Regions from separate parts of the Salmo salar genome. Here region 2 is linked to region 1. The links are chromatin contacts, called in public Hi-C maps. All regions are on one chromosome and are shown on one strand. The core of a region is the stretch at or near the end of the contact, and the rest is flanking DNA. Distances in the headings are between cores, read along the strand shown.

Region 1 (4,198 bases), core at 865-3,364:
AAGAGGAGAGGGTAGAACATAATTTCAGGAAAACAAATACAATGCCTGTTATTATGATAAACAGCTTACATGTGTTTTAAAACCTCTTAAATGTACATTCCACATATTTGGGGACCCTATTAGATAATTTTTTTCCCATTCAATTCATTCTGGTATGAGAACGGTAGCCCCCATCTGCAAAAGCAGGGTGTCTGCGGAAAGCTGAGTATCTTGGCTATTGATCGGTGCCTTCAAATCTTTGTTGTGACTTACTACCATATATGGGCAAACAAATTTATAAGGGCAGGCTGAGCCGGTGACCTCATTTCAAGATGATTGCTACCTACATTTCGGTTTTCGTTGTGAAGCATAAACGAAATAAACACTGAATACGTTGATGCTCACCGAAAGCCGAGACTCCACAGATCATGAGGATATCTTATTTGTCTGCCTGTGACCTACTGTTATTGATCACCAGCCCCCAGAGTAAAAATATTTATTTTATGCTACGTTTTCCACAAACATCTTACAAGGTACAGTAAACTTTGATTTAGTCTGTGTTTGAGCTATAGCTACAGGGGAGGTATCAAATTAATCCTGAGGCCGGTAGGAACAGATCTAGCCTATTACCAATGTTATTGGTGTATGACTTAGTGGCAACATCGAATATCCACCGAGTGACTATATATCTTTGCGCATCAAAAATATGATGTTGCCCGCTTATGCGCTGTAGGCATCAATTCCACGGAAGTGGCTACTTTGGCACCTTGACAGTATTGTAGTCAATGAGATATGCTTTCCAGGGCTATGCAGTTGACCTGGGTGGGACAAAGCAAGGTCTAGAACCTTTTAACATCCAGTGTGCAAAAAAAGTGGGCCAAGCTGGGGCCAGTTGTACTGTTAGAGGTGCCAGTTACATTAGACGTTATTGTTGTCATATCGTTTTCTTCACTGCATTACCAGGCAAAAGACCATGTTCATAATCATCATCGTTGCCACTGTCTAATAACGGATGTAAATAAGAAGGATAGCAAAAATGTGCCACAAGGGGGTCCAAAATTGTTGTCACTGGGGCACTGGCCCCCCCTGCTACCCCCCCAGAACCGCTAGTGCACTTGACACCACTTACTAAAACAGCTGCCAATTTCTTGTTGTAGGTCTATCATTCAAAAAAAAAAACTGATATTGTTCACGTTGTGGAAGCCATCTGATGTGTTTCCAGCTCTAGTCAAAAATAATTCACTTATAGCTTGTCAATGAAAGATGACTTTCAAAATAAAATTAAAAAAAGGTTATTTTTGTGTGTGCTTGATCTTGTGTATTCTGAGCTATGTAACTCCTATCTTCTGATCCTTTCCTCATAGTCTCCCAGATGTCTTCTTTCCAAATGTTTGCATGTCACAATCATGTAGTTACACATGAATAGCAGTTACTTTTGGGTATGCCTATTTAGGCGGAAATCTACATTTTGCCATTACATTTAATGAATTGAAATGAATGAGCAGTAGCTAGGCCTATCCAAATCTTATTTCAGTCACTGGACACTTTGTAGCATATTTACAGTGAGAGCGACATAGTGCAACATTGTATTTTAGACCAGTGGGCTCCGTCTCTGGATTTGATAGTTGGATAGGACTTTAAAACGTGTTTTCTAAATGAGTAATTGTGTGCAATTCTGTAGGCCCCATAGCGGTCACCGGATGTACCACCGTAAGCTCCGTACTATTTCCATAAAAGGTATGCAGCAGCGGATATGCCCTTGTTATTCCCTACCAAACTGTTGACATTTCCTCAAATGAGTGAAAGCATGGAATAAAACGACAATATCATATTTTAAATTTTCCCAATGTATTTCTAAGTAAGAGTGCGTATTTGGGGACATAATTGAAACTCCAAGCCTAGTGGCAAGAAAATACCAGCGAAAAAAAGGACCCGATCGTAATAAAAATGATAAATTACATTGTGCGTAATTTCCCGCGTCACATTATAACATTCCCCTTCCAATGACCGATAAAGAAAGTATAGTAGGAGCAGGGGGAATAACCGGTCGGGTAGTGCTATCCGGATTCCTTGGAATATCCCTACCCTAACCTTAACTCCTACCCTTAACATTTTATATTTATACTTCAGTTGGATAGGGACTCCCCAATGATCCCAGATAGCACTGATCGTGCTGGGAGAGAGGCCCTGCTGCACTATTTGAAAGGAAAAGACGGATTGGAGCTGGAGTAATGAGTGACGTTATCTGGTGGAAAGAGGGAGGGCGAAAAAGAGACGGCTGGACTCCATTAGCTGAAGCCTGAGGAGACCCTTTGGGATACTTCACTTGGACGAGTTCTTTGGGATTTTCTCTTTGAACAGACCTAGATACATGATTTAGAAGAAAAAAAACGTGTTGACTATCGAAACCTCGGAAGTTTTAGTGGCTTTTTGGATTTGGGTTGGTGTATTTGAGAAGGTGAGTGGACACAAACTGATTTAAATGTTCGTCCTCCCAGCTCGCAATAAATGTAGCCTAGTCAGTATTTTGCGCACTCTGCTGCTAGGAATTGAGTTTTGTACGCCTACTGCGCATTAAAAGACTGGTTATATCTGGTAAACAAATTATGATTCGGGTGTTTAACTTCATTTTACTTCATGAAACTTAATTTAGCTAATTTATGGGCATGTTTTACTGGTTGACCAGATTTAGTGTGCTCATGACTTCTTGCATGGGGCTGCTTACGTAATCAACTTCATATTTTGAATGGCTCTCTTTACCGTTAGAAAAAGCAGGTGAACACACAAATGAGAAGTCTTATTGTTCAGCTTGCCATAACTAGGCCTGTAGCCTACCCTTTGTTCTCATTTGGTTATTGAATAATTGACTGCGTCCTCTGTTACATCCAAACAAGTATAGTGATATCACAAGCATTCTTCAAATGGCCTATAAGATAACTTATACATTTGACTTAGATTCAAGGAAACACACTGTTGAAGTTATGGAAGCGCAACATCTTCCCAAATCGAAACACTAACACTGATCGGCTATGGTGGTGAGGGTCCTGTGCGTCCTCAAGTCATTTTCAGCCTGCATATGACAAACTAAATGAATGTAGCCTATGGCACGAACTATTTGGATACATCCGTTGATGTATCCAAGGGTAACAGGTTTACATTTTTCCTACCAGTTGAATGGAACAATGTTTATTATTAGGCAATTTTTCCTAATTGTTGTGATTTGTGGCAGGATGGCGCTGGACGGTATACGGATGCCCGATGGCTGCTATGCCGACGGGACGTGGGAACTGAAGATGCACGTGACAGACCTCCACAGGGATGTGTCTTTGAGGGTCACTGGCGAGATCCACGTTGGTGGGGTCATGCTCAAACTCGCGGAGAAACTCGGTGAGAGATGTTTAATGGTGTCACACTCCTTTTAGTACAGATCTGCTGAAAGAAATGTGCCTACATGTTCTGTTTTTATGTCCCATATCATTCAAACCTTTGGAATATAAATAATGTTTTGGCCATTTTGATTTATGTCACTGGTTTTATTTCCCCACATTGATTTATGCTTCTATTCAGAAGGACATTTTCGTCTACATTTGTTTTCCTTCTGTGGTTGACCAAGGGGGAGGAAGGCCATAGTTGGTCATGAGGCAATGTTCTTTAGCCCCTATCCCCTTTACCTCCCATCTGCAGATGGGTTCTCTATGGCAGTTACCTTGTCATATTTCTGGAGCAGTAAATTCCTTTCTTTGCAACATTGTTACTCAACTGACCACTGGAATGCCAGTTCATGTAAACACCATTAACAGATAATAGCAACTTGTAACCAGTGAGCGACATGTATAAAAGATGCAGGCTACTGTATTGGCTTAAGTGGGAATTCAGAATCTATCTAGCCAGTAATGTTTTATATGGACACACTATAACTTCTCAAATATTCTAGCACATGAGAAGCAGCATCAAGTGAACCACTTCCAATGGAATTATGCTGCCATGTCACAAGTTCCTGAGTGAGAGAGACTGAATGGAGAGTGGGGATAAAAGCTCTCTATGAGGCTCTGGGACACTGACTTGTTTCATGGTGGAAAAAGGTCATGGTGGCAGTGCAGTTTGGGTCTGGACAGCATGTCGAATACGCCCGAATACCCAACTTTCCTCCATAGCACAACGTTTTATACCCTGGCCTGCCCATTTCCCTGTTTTAGCCCTCCTGTTAAAGCTCAGGATA
Region 2 (4,198 bases), core at 1,029-3,528, 82 kb after region 1:
TTGTTTTTAAGCCCTGCTTTCTAGTCCCTTGATATTATTGCTGGATCTGATTTTAATAGCTAACATTTCGATAGCCATAATAACTTTATAAGCCGATGGCTGACAGCCTTGTTTTACTCCTCTTGACAATTTAATACTTTCTGAGAAGTAGCCATTATTTACTATTTTACACTTGGGCTTACTATACATAACTTTAAACCATTGCATAAGAGATTCTCCAAAATTAAAATAGTCCTGGCATTTATATATAAATTCCAGTCATACTTCATCAAAGGCTTTTTCAAAGTCAGCTATGAATACCAGGCCTGGTTTCCCAGATTTTTCATAGTGTTCTATTGTTTCCAGTACTTGTCATATATTATCTCCAATGTACTGTCCATGTAAAAATACTGTCTGATAGATGAATAATATCGGACAATACCTTTTTAATTCTATGCGCCATGCATTTTGCTAGGATTTTGGCATCACAACACTGAAGTGTAAGGTGTCTCCAGTTTTTTTAGGTTGACTGGATCTTTATATTTACCATCTGGGTCCTGTTTCAGTAATAGAGAAATCATAGCTTCTTGCTGAGTATCTGATAGTCTACAATTGTTTTATAGGAGTGGTTAAAACATGTTAATGCCACATTCAAACATGCACACACACACAACTCCCCACCAGCCTACAGCATCTGCAGCTGACAGATTTTGGGGGGCGTGGAGAGGAGGAAGTACCCCTCTGGGCTGTCCTGTTTTCTCAGCTGGACTGTCTCGGAGTGCTGTGTGTGTGGATCTGTGCTTATGCAGAGACAGGCTTGGTGCCAGGGCTAACAGTATTTGTTCTCCCCCCTGCAGTATGATGCCATCCGGGTGAACCAGCTCTATGAGCAGGCCAAGTGGGCCATCCTACTGGAGGAAATAGAGTGCACCGAGGAGGAGATGATGATGTTTGCTGCCCTGCAGGTGAGACCTGTGTAATGTATGTGTCAGTTTGTGTGTGTGTGTGTTAGGGATCATGTTAATTGCCATGATTGAGGAGTGCAGTAGTTATCTTCTCTATGGGCTCACTGCCTGATGAACAGAACACAGAAGAACAGCAAATTATTTGAATGGCCGTGTTGTCCAGTGTTGACACTCTGACGTGGTGGGTGACTGGTCTGCTTCAAATGAAATCAAATGTTATTGGTCACATACACATGGTTAGCAGATGTTAATGCGAGTGTAGCGAAATGCTTGTGCTTCTAGTTCCGACAGTGCAGTAATATCTAACAGGTAATCTAACAATTCCACAACAACTACCTAATACAGACAAATCTAATTAAAGGGATGGAATATGTACATATAAATATATGGATGAGCGATGACCGAGCGGCATAGGCAAGATGCAATAGATGGTATAGAATACAGTATATACATATGAGATGAGTAATGCAAGATATGTAAACATTATTAAAGTGACTAGTTATCCATTTATTAAAGTGGCCAATGATTTTGAGTCTGTTTTTAACAGTCTGATGGCCTGTAGGTGTCCAGGAGGGCAGGTAGTTTGCCCCCGGTGATGCGTTGTGCCGACTGCACCACCCTCTTGAGAGCCTTGCAGTTGTGGGCGGTGCAGTTCCCGTACCAGCCCGACAGGATGCTCTCAATTGTGCATCTGTAAAAGTTTGAGGGTTTTAGGTGACAAGCCAAATTTCTTCAGCCTCTTGAGGTTGAAGAGGCGCTGTTGCGCCTTCTTCACCACACTGTCTGTGTGGGTGGACCATTTCAGATTGTCTGTGATGTGTACGCCGAGAAACTTAAAACTTTCCACCTTTGCAGCAGTACACAGAAACATGGTCCCCTTTAACTGTATGCAAGGCTGTATGCTTGCACGGAGCAACTGCAATTAAACCGAATGATCCTGTCTGTGACGCCTTGGCTCTAGAAACAACCCATTCCAGACTCCTGCCATTGAAGATGGTTAGACTAGACATGTCACTGACACTTTAGACTTGTTCAAGTGCTGTTCAACCTCGTAGTTAACTCCTGTGGACCTATTGATTATGTCACTGCTTCTTTTATACAAGTTGTTTACTATAAGAGGAATAGTGAAGAGCGGGAAGGACAGTGAAGATATGATTTTGGGGGTGGTGTGGGGATCCGAGTCCCTTGTGTCCCTTTGGGTTGCCCCCTGAGCCTGCTATTTCCGATCCTCGTAAAGCCTGAGTGACAGGACATGGGGACGCCAGTGAGTCCTCACCCCAAAGGGTAATTATAGAGTAGCCATGGCTACCGGACTCACCCCACTGGAGGGATCACTCACTCCAACCCAACCTGTAATCTCCTACACATTCTTCAATATCCCCAATTACACTGAAAGGTGATACTGTGCTAGGGTCTTCAACAGGAGCCGAGGTGTTTATTAATACACCATTGGTTGTCGGTTTAGGTGTTCATCCCCCCCGGAAGAGATGCTCAAGATGCTAATCTGCAGTGTGTTTGGAATAGCAGCTAGCATGGCGCTACCTGTCTGTTAGCGCCACTATCTATCGTTATCTCTTGCTAATTTAAAGGTAGCTGTGACAGTCATGGCTAAGGTGTCACTGATGAGATCAGGCAGGAAGAGAAGGGGTGGCTTTATTACAGTAAGGGTTGAATGGTCTCAGGCAGCTCCCTGGACACAATCACCTGGATATGTTCGTGTGGCTAAGTATAGCGATTAGCCTGCCATGTCCAGCACAGTAAACACGACTGTATTTGGGGGATAAAGGCCCAGGGCATGCCATGCCAGTCAGCCCACTACCCCCAACTCCAACCCTACACATGCAAAACACATGCGCTAGAAATACACATGTACGCACCAGAAACACACACACACACCCCATCCCCCCTCCCCAGTGGCAGTAGAGCGTGGGCGTCAGAGGTGGTGACATGGAGGGAGAAGCCTTTGTCCTACATTCTGAAACACTAGCTGGCTATGGCCGCAGAAGCGCAGTGTGTCCTGAAATATGCCTCTCTTTTCCTCTCCCTCCCTCTACCCCTCTCTCACCCCCACACTGTCTCTCTAACTCACTCTCTCCCTCTAGGCAGCTGTTCATTCATATCGAGGGGGAGTCGGAGGTGGGGGGGTTGACAGTATAAATACAGTTTGTCAACAAGTTGTATTTAGTGTTGTTGAGTCATAGGCTTCGTGCCACTTGGGGGGGTAGACCAGACCAGAACATGGTGAGACTGGCTGTATGTTGGTCCAGAGGATGGTGTGAATGAATGACCAGGCAAGGCCAGAGACTCGTCCAAATATAACAAACAGGATTCTGACCAGACTAGATGGTATTTCCATTGTGAATCAATGCAGAAATGCTGCACGTGATGTCCCAAGTCTGCACTACTCACATGTGCTCCTAGTAAAGACACATTTACAGTCACTTATTTCACCTACTAAATAATCCCCCCCCCCCCCAAAAAAAGCCACTCTCTGTGTCACAGACATGGTTTCTACACACTGGACGCATACTGTCCATTGTCTATGAATGCTTTACTCACTTCAAAGAATTCAAAATAATTATTGTTAATCAACAGTTAGTGCTTCATGGTACTCACTTCTACAAAACCCAAAGAAACTCAAAAGTAGACAACCATCGTGTTTTTACCACTTTCCCACTTCATATGCTAAGAGATGAGGCAATCACTACAAATGTACAGTCGTGGCCAAAAGTTTTGAGAATGACACAGATATTAATTTCCACAAAGTTTGCTGCTTCAGTGTCTTTAGATATTTTTCTCAGATGTTACTATGGAATACTGAAGTATAATTATAAGCATTTCATAAGTGTCAAAGGCTTTTATTGACAATTACATGAAGTTGATGCAAAGAGTCAATATTTGCAGTGTTGACCCTTCTTTTTCAACACCTCTGCAATCCGCCCTGGCATGCTGTCAATTAACTTCTGGGCCACATCCTGACTGATGGCAGCCCATTCTTGCATAATCAATGCTTGGAGTTTGTCAGAATTTGTGGGTATTTGTTTGTCCACCTGCCTCTTGAGGATTGACCACAAGTTCTCAATGGGATTAAGGTCTGGGGAGTTTCCTGGCCATGGACCCAAAATATCGATGTTTTGTTCCCCGAGCCACTTAGTCATTACTTTTGCCTTATGGCAAGGTGTTCCATCATGCTGTAAAAGGCATTGTTCGTCACCAAACTGTTCCTGGATGGTTGGGAGAAGTTGCTCTCGGAG

The links. Hi-C and Micro-C count contacts between places; a contact is called where the count stands out from the background.
Region 2: a contact with region 1 is called in a Hi-C map of muscle, with 5 times the contacts expected there. The contact joins the enhancer-like site here to the promoter of LOC106601584 in region 1. A contact is called at or near these places in 2 of 3 Hi-C or Micro-C datasets (gill and muscle).

Annotation. Positions count from the first base shown.
Region 1 is chrssa01:32,818,616-32,822,813 of Ssal_v3.1, forward strand. LOC106601584 (fermitin family homolog 2) reads left to right here and starts at 2,115. Exons shown (of 16, transcript XM_014193898.2): 1 at 2,115-2,437; 2 at 3,209-3,366. The coding sequence starts at 3,210.
Region 2 is chrssa01:32,900,648-32,904,845 of Ssal_v3.1, forward strand. LOC106601584 (fermitin family homolog 2) reads left to right here. Exons shown (of 16, transcript XM_014193898.2): 7 at 837-944. Among protein-coding and RNA genes, the nearest start is that of LOC106601569, 32 kb to the right of the region's middle. Within about 2 kb of position 2,279, at least 1 of the 13 cell types and tissues checked has an H3K27ac peak or open chromatin away from gene starts, as enhancers often do. A contact at or near this core is called in muscle, where this site is marked.